Linked DNA regions of Xenopus laevis: region 1 is linked to region 2. A link is a contact called in public Hi-C data. All regions are on one chromosome and are shown on one strand. The core of a region is the stretch at or near the end of the contact, and the rest is flanking DNA. Distances in the headings are between cores, read along the strand shown. Region 1 holds the start of dpm2.S (dolichyl-phosphate mannosyltransferase polypeptide 2, regulatory subunit S homeolog). Region 2 overlaps col27a1.S (collagen alpha-1(XXVII) chain).

Region 1 (3,396 bases), core at 605-3,104, 68 kb after region 2:
CTATTTGGAATCCTGAGAGCAGGAAGCAGAGCAGCACAGCAGAGTCCCATGCAGGCTCCGTGTCAGGGAACACACCCGAAGAGGACACGAGCGGACAGAAGATGGTGCCGCGGGAGCTGCGCTGCTCTGCTTCTTGCTCTCCAACTTCCAAATAGGAGCACTAATATAGGTAATACACTGTGCAGGGAGGAAGAGGTAATTGGGGCAGTTGAGGGGGCTGATATATCTCTTAATAAAAAAACCCTACCCTACATAAACCCCCCTCCCTCCTTCCCCCCAGCCTAGCTGCTACCCCGGGCAAATGCCCCTAACTCTTTACTTACCCCTCCGTGCAGATTCTGAGTCAACGGCAGCCAACTTCTTCTCTTCGGTAATCATCAGAATCAATCTGAAGATTACTGAAGAGAAGAAGATGGCTGCTGTGAACTCCGTTGGACAGAATCTGCACGGAGGGGTAAGTAAAGAGTTAGGGGCATTTGCCGGGGGTAGCAGCTAGGCTGGAGGGGGAGGAGGGAGGTGGTCTATGTAGGGTAGGAGGGTAGGGGTTTTTTTTTATTAAAGGTCTGTTTCTCCTTTAAGCAGAAAAAAATTGTTCTCTGACAGAAAAATGTTCCCATTTAATTTAAAGCACACAGAAAGCCAAATTTGCTATCTGTGTGTGTGCCTAAGGGAGGAACTCCATGATGCATTTGGTGCCGACAAGTCGCCATGCGGCGAAACGCATGCGACGTGTCGGATGTTGTGAAGAAAGAGGAAGTGAAGGAGAATTGCTGCGTTTTCATCCGACAGTCGGATAAATGTAGTTCTTACACGCTATTCTCCTTCACTTCCTGTTTCTTCACAACATCCGACACATCGCATGCGTTTAGTCGCATGGCGACGTGTCGGCACCAATCGTGCATCGTGGAGTTCCTCCCTAAATGTTAGATGCTCTCAAGCCAACTCAGGTGATATTTCTTTTCCTAGGGTTGATTCTCCTTTTAGGAAAAAAATGCAGGGGTAGAAAAAGTAGCACTGTCCTGCCATCTTGCTTACCTTTCTCTGGTGCAGACTTGTACCTCGGCATGAGCAGAAGAGTAAGACCAAGATATGTAGTAATGTTCATATGTGGCGATTTACTTTACACTGTGGAGCAAATGCTGGAGCCTTAAGTAGGGTTGCCACCTTTTCTGGAAAAAATACCAGCCTTCCTATATATTTAACTTTTTTCCCTATTTATAACATTGGGATCAACCATCATTTTTACCAGCCAGGCCAGTAAAATACCGGCCAGGTGGCAACCCTAGCCCTAAGGGGCACAAGTGTGTGTAATACAACAGGCAGTGTGGAGAGTGCAAATAAAATGCACTTTGCACAGTGTGGTAGATAACGCCTCAAAAGTCTAAAATAAATTACAGTGGAGCCAGGGCCATGTAAGAAAATGGCAGCACTTATCGGCTTAACCTTTTCCTTCTGACAGGCCAGTTTATTTATTTTTTTACTAAAAGAGGCCTAGGGAAAATTTTGGTTACAAAATGTATTCGTGAATAGAAAATATTTGTGAAAGAACACTTATATTTCTAAATAAGAGCATGTCTAATTGTTATGTTTTGGTAGCGGAAGATGAGTAGAGTATAACAGTGCCCTATTAGCAGGTTTATCAAAAACAATGATATTTCATGTTTTGGGCAATACAATTACTTTTCATAGCTCAGTATTAAGAGGCAAGAAGGATTCCTATTCGACTATAAAGAGGTTCCCACTGAGGTAATACGTCGTGCGTGCGCCACGCAGCAAAGATTAAAAATAAATAAATAAAGGCTCCCAAGATGCACCGCGCAACCCCAGTAGCTTTGATTGGTTATAGTGTTAAACCCGGAAGTAAGCGTGCGGCAGCAAGGCGGCGGATAGATGGTTAGTGTAGTTTCTGTGGATTGCGTTCCTACAGTTCTGACAGTTGACACAATGCTTTATGGTTTCTTATTCTGTTCTCTTCTAGGCGACAGGCAGCGATCGTTTAGCGGGGGCTGGGCTTGTGGCTTTGAGCTCGATCATCTTCGTCTATTACACAGTATGGGTCATTTTGCTGGTACGTGATTAACTGCTGGGCATCAGCTTTGTGTATCGGGCACTGCCAGGTTGCATTAGGCTTGACATGGTAAATAGCCTGAGTGAGAATGTATGAGGGGCCGCACATGGCATGGCAACGTTTTTATTTGTTCCAGTTGTTTATCCAGAGAGCATGACTATTGGAACAGCAGGCAGTGAAAAGATGCTGTGCACTGACTGCATGGTTCTTCAGCATACATGTATGGGACCTGTTATCCAGAATGATTGGAACCTGGGGTCTTCAAGATAATGGATCTTTCTGGAAATCATGATTTAAAACGGAGTCCCGTAATTTGGAGCTTTATAGATAATGTGTCTTTTTATCGTTTTTTTTTAAATCTGCCAGATGCCAGATTTCTGATTTGGACATCCCTGGGCAGAGGGTCCTGCCACCCCCTTCACGAGCATGGTTTCCACTTGAGCAACGGAGATTGAGCATGCAGGAGATTTAAAGAGCTGCGGCTGGCGAGCACGCTAAATCTTGCTGCGCTCTATATCTGCGCCTTTGTGGCCTTCCCACAAATCCGGGCCTGTAAAACAGAGGAATATCTATAGTTGGTGCATATCTGTCACAATTGGCAAGCCAGACTTAGAATAGTGCAGGTGCATCGTTCTTGACACCTCCACTGGCAACATGTAGATAGACATCCAGCATTAGATTTAAACAGGCTTACTTCAAGGGGTGCACGCCAATTAATGTGTTCACCTTCACATTCTTTCAAACGAAATGGAAAAGAGGTAGCAGCACTCCCGTAATAAGATAAAACCGCCTTTATTTCAGAATTACATCTGGCACAGCAACGTTTCGGACCTCCTGGTCCTTTTTCAAGCTGACAAGCTTTGTCAGCTTGAAAAAGGACCAGGAGGTCCAAAACGTTGCTGTGCCAGATGTAATTCTGAAATAAAGGCGGTTTTACCTTATTACGGGAGTGCTGCTACCTCTTTTCCACCTCCACTGGCAACACCAGCTTTGTGTGACCATGTGTATATGGTGGTATTGTATTTTATAGCTGTAGAGAGTTGCAGGTTGGACGTGCCTTTTTTTTTTGTAGCATACAGTTAATGTTCCTTCTGCTTTGTTGTTTGTCTGTCAGTAATGAGACAACATTATTGTAATGTTGGCCATACACTGGAAGATGAACGCACCCAAGTTGAATGCTTATCAGCCTGTCTCTCTCTGTCCAACCATTGTCTATTGGGCATGCTTAAAAGTTCCCATTGGATGAGTGTTGCATTAATAATATCCTCTACCAAAGCAGTCTATAGGCCTACTGCATGATCAGACTTTTGTCACAGTGCATGCATGAC
Region 2 (3,661 bases), core at 931-3,430:
GCCCCTTATACAGTTCTGCACCAATCACTTATTGCTTTAGGTTGTATAGGTGACTGACAGAGAGGCCTTGCACATGCCCCCCCCCCAATAGTGTAACATTTACGCTGCAATGCTTATTATTATGAATACAGTAAATATTGTATCTCAAAGTAAAACTGACTCCTGAAGAAAAAGTTACTTTAACACATTTCCCTGATTTTACATTTTCCCGGATTTTACATCGTTTTTTCCTGGTCCCCTGAAAAATGTAAAATTGGGGTTCAACTGTATATGCTACAATTACATTATACTCAGGAGTTGTATGTCAGTAATGAATAAAGACTATTGGCCTATTACTGTTATAATTGTGACAATGATATTAGTGTAGAGAGTTATTAAACAACCTTGTGTGTGGAAAGTTGTAAGTTCTCAAGTGTACAAACACCTTTTTAAAATGGGTTTCCTGTAGAATTTAGAACAGAGCCCAGTTTGCAGTATTCAGCCTTCCCGTACCTACTTGGCACAGCAAGGTGGGCCCCTTTAAGAACTGTAGGCTAAAACATTTATCTCCAATGTACAGAGCTGTTTGACTTGAGTTCCTTCTGCCAAGAAGCTTAAAGAGTCAATGGCCTCTGTTAAAACAACCCCACTATTCATCTCTTTCCCTGTGCAGCTGGACATATCCAAACATGGGGTGGAGGACAAGAACAGGAGCTCTTCAGTGTGAATGGTAATCTCTGACGGGGGACTGTCTGCATTCGCAACAAAGTGATCCCTGCCGATCACATTAAAATACCTACATTTTTGGTGGAGATTTCAGCATATTATTTGTACTAAAGGATTCTTTTCGTGCTGCAGCCATTAGCGCCACCATACACAGTGCTGTTCCTCTCTTTTTTATATAGAGACATACAAGGAGCTACTTGGCAGCAAGGAAATTGTTCAAGGTAAAAAAAGAAATTACAATATATACAGATCTTACTAAGCAGGATTAAAATAACATTAATATACAGACATAAGCTATCGGGGGACATGTGTAGAAATGGGGAAGACCCATCTTGCAGGGGAGAAAAAGCTATAAAAGTCTGTAGTCTGTACCTGTTCCACTGGCAGCAAATGGGTTAACAAAGTGCAGTCAAACATAATTTCCTATTAGAGGAGTTAATCATGTTTAGTTCAGAAATGAATGTGTCATCTGTAGTCTCTAGGGAGTTCCAGTAATACTTACCGGTTCACCAGGATGTCCTTGAGGTCCTGGGTAGCCTTTTAGTCCCTAAAAAGATACACAATGTCACACACATTCAGTGGATCAAAAAATAGGGAGTAGAACGGTGGTGTTTATTTCTTTACATGTTTGCAGCAGTGATATACCTCAATGTAGTTCAAGTGGAAGTCAAATACAACACACAAAATGGACATGTTGAATGACCAGGTTAAAGAGAAATGATTTATTTACATTTAAAAGTTTTTTGAACAAACCATAAATTACTAAACCATGTATCTCCACCTAGGAAACCACAAAGTGTAATAATAAAACAGTACCTTGTAGTACTTGATCCAAACTAAGATATAATTAAACCTTATTTGAAACAAAACCAACCGATTGGGTTTATTTATTGTTTAAATGATTTTCTAGTAGACTTAAGGTATGAAGATCCAAATTATAGAAAGATCAATTATCCGGAAAGCCCCAGGCCCCCAAGCATTCTGTATAACAGGTCCCATGCCTGTAATACACAATAAACCCAGTGTGTCATATCTGTTTTGGTTGCAAAGAAAATAAAACAGTTTATGCCACCGAGAGGGGGATTCCATCGGAAGATGAAGGGGAGACAGAGGAATGAAAGAGCTTTCACCAAGTACAGGGATGAAAAGGAAACAGAGGAATGCATGCAAATGGATTAAGGATCAGTAAGCACAACACATAAATAATGACACATGATGGGAATGGAATGGTTTTTCGGACAGAGAGAAGGGAGTCTATCAATCTAATTATAGAAATTATAAAATGACAGACAGGTGTCAGTGAATGAATGTTAGATATAAGAATGAATACTGTATGAGAGCTGTAAGTAGAAGAGTAACTGAATGTCTGCAGGTGCTGGCAGGGTCAGACTGGGGGGTCCAGGGCCCACCGGGGCTGCTGTCACAGGGCCCCCCTCCTGAACTCCAGCTTGCCGCCTCCACGAATGAGCAAAAGAAGTGCATGTGCACACAAAAGACGCAACGCGCATGCGAGCACAAAAGACCCCTCGTGTCCCAGAATTAAGTTTTTTTTCTGGGGAGCAGGTCTGGGCCGACCCTGGGTGCTGGCTAGCGAATGAATTATCAGCACCATCAGCTGAATGAAAGAATGCAATGAATGGGGCCAAATCTGCTGTTTTCTTCTTGAATGAAGAAAGTAATAAAGGCATACTGGGCAAGGTAACTGAATGGTAGTCATCAATAAGTGGATTGTTGACTGCTATAATTAAGGAGCATGAATAATTAGGGAGCAAGATACATGAATAGTAAGCATCCTCCGGGTCACTAAATAAATGAAGAACATAGTCTATAGCATTAACAGATGCTAAATGACTTCTCAAATGAATAAATCACCTTGAACAAAGTTCAGAGCAGATGCTGGATAGCAGCACCCATGGAGGTTAAACAGTGTGAATGACAGCTATTACCAAAGGTTACAAATGAGGGTCAGTGAATACATTACATTTCCAGATGATGAATGATAGCCATCACTCCAGCTACTGTACAACGTGCTTTAGAGGAAGAATCCCTCTGTGATACAGTGATCATTGCAGCATTAAAGTCTGAAAGAGGTTGCCCACTGTGTATATGTTGGTACCTAAACTGACCATGCTTGGGCAAGGACTTATGTTTTTGAGAGAAAGAGACAAGACCATCATCTATAACATCTTGCAGCAAGAATTAGACCAATATGAGACTGCCAGCTGACAATTTTTTGCATGGACAAAGGAATGGCAGAATGGGAAGGGATGCTACTTTGTTGAGGAATGGACTGATAAAATCCAACAAATGACACTTGTAAGACTAAGTGGCATTTTCAAGGGAAGAGACTGAGAAGACCCAAACTCCATATGAATGGAATGATATTGAAATGCTAATACATTGAAGAAAGGCATGGTGTGCCCTTTTTGTTTGCCCACACTACAGGATTTTCTGCAGGATCTCTGCAGCATTGCAGGGTATGTAACAGAGATGTCCGGCTTTTTTTGGGCTGAGTGCCCACATTTGCACAAACAAATGCTGCCTCTCATAACATTACAAATACATGAAACCATGATGTCACTCCTCCACAGATGCAGGAAACCCAAAATAATAAATATTAATTTACCTTCAAATTTTTTTCCCTACTGGTCATTAATCTGGGCACCCTTTCCATGGCTTCTGGTTGCCCTTGGGGAACCAGCCCAACAATTTAAGAACCCATGGTATAGAGCATTGGCCCCCAGTTGCTTAGGTAACTAATTTCATGGCACAATGTCAGAACATTATGCTTCTTCAGGGAAATAAAGGAATGAAAATATAAATCAGCAACAGCGTACACAAGGCAGGCAAAAGTCACCTGCAGCCTAACTCTGAATGGAACAAATCGAGGTTCTGAAGTCAGAAACAAATGTTAATAAAATAATATAAAATTATTTCATCTTCACAACAAATGCCC

The links. A called contact is a pair of places that touch in the nucleus more often than the background predicts.
Region 1: a contact with region 2 is called in a Hi-C map of the XL177 cell line, with 2.1 times the contacts expected there. The contact joins the promoter of dpm2.S here to the enhancer-like site in region 2. A contact is called at or near these places in 2 of 4 Hi-C or Micro-C datasets (the XL177 cell line and the XTC cell line).

Annotation. Positions count from the first base shown.
Region 1 is chr8S:35,406,164-35,409,559 of Xenopus_laevis_v10.1, forward strand. It overlaps dpm2.S (dolichyl-phosphate mannosyltransferase polypeptide 2, regulatory subunit S homeolog), which reads left to right and starts at 1,855. Exons shown (of 4, transcript NM_001171707.1): 1 at 1,855-1,893; 2 at 1,979-2,068. The coding sequence starts at 1,891.
Region 2 is chr8S:35,337,956-35,341,616 of Xenopus_laevis_v10.1, forward strand. col27a1.S (collagen alpha-1(XXVII) chain) reads right to left here. Exons shown (of 61, transcript XM_018232747.2): 8 at 1,208-1,252. Among protein-coding and RNA genes, the nearest start is that of col27a1.S, 53 kb to the right of the region's middle. Within about 2 kb of position 2,181, at least 1 of the 7 cell types and tissues checked has an H3K27ac peak or open chromatin away from gene starts, as enhancers often do.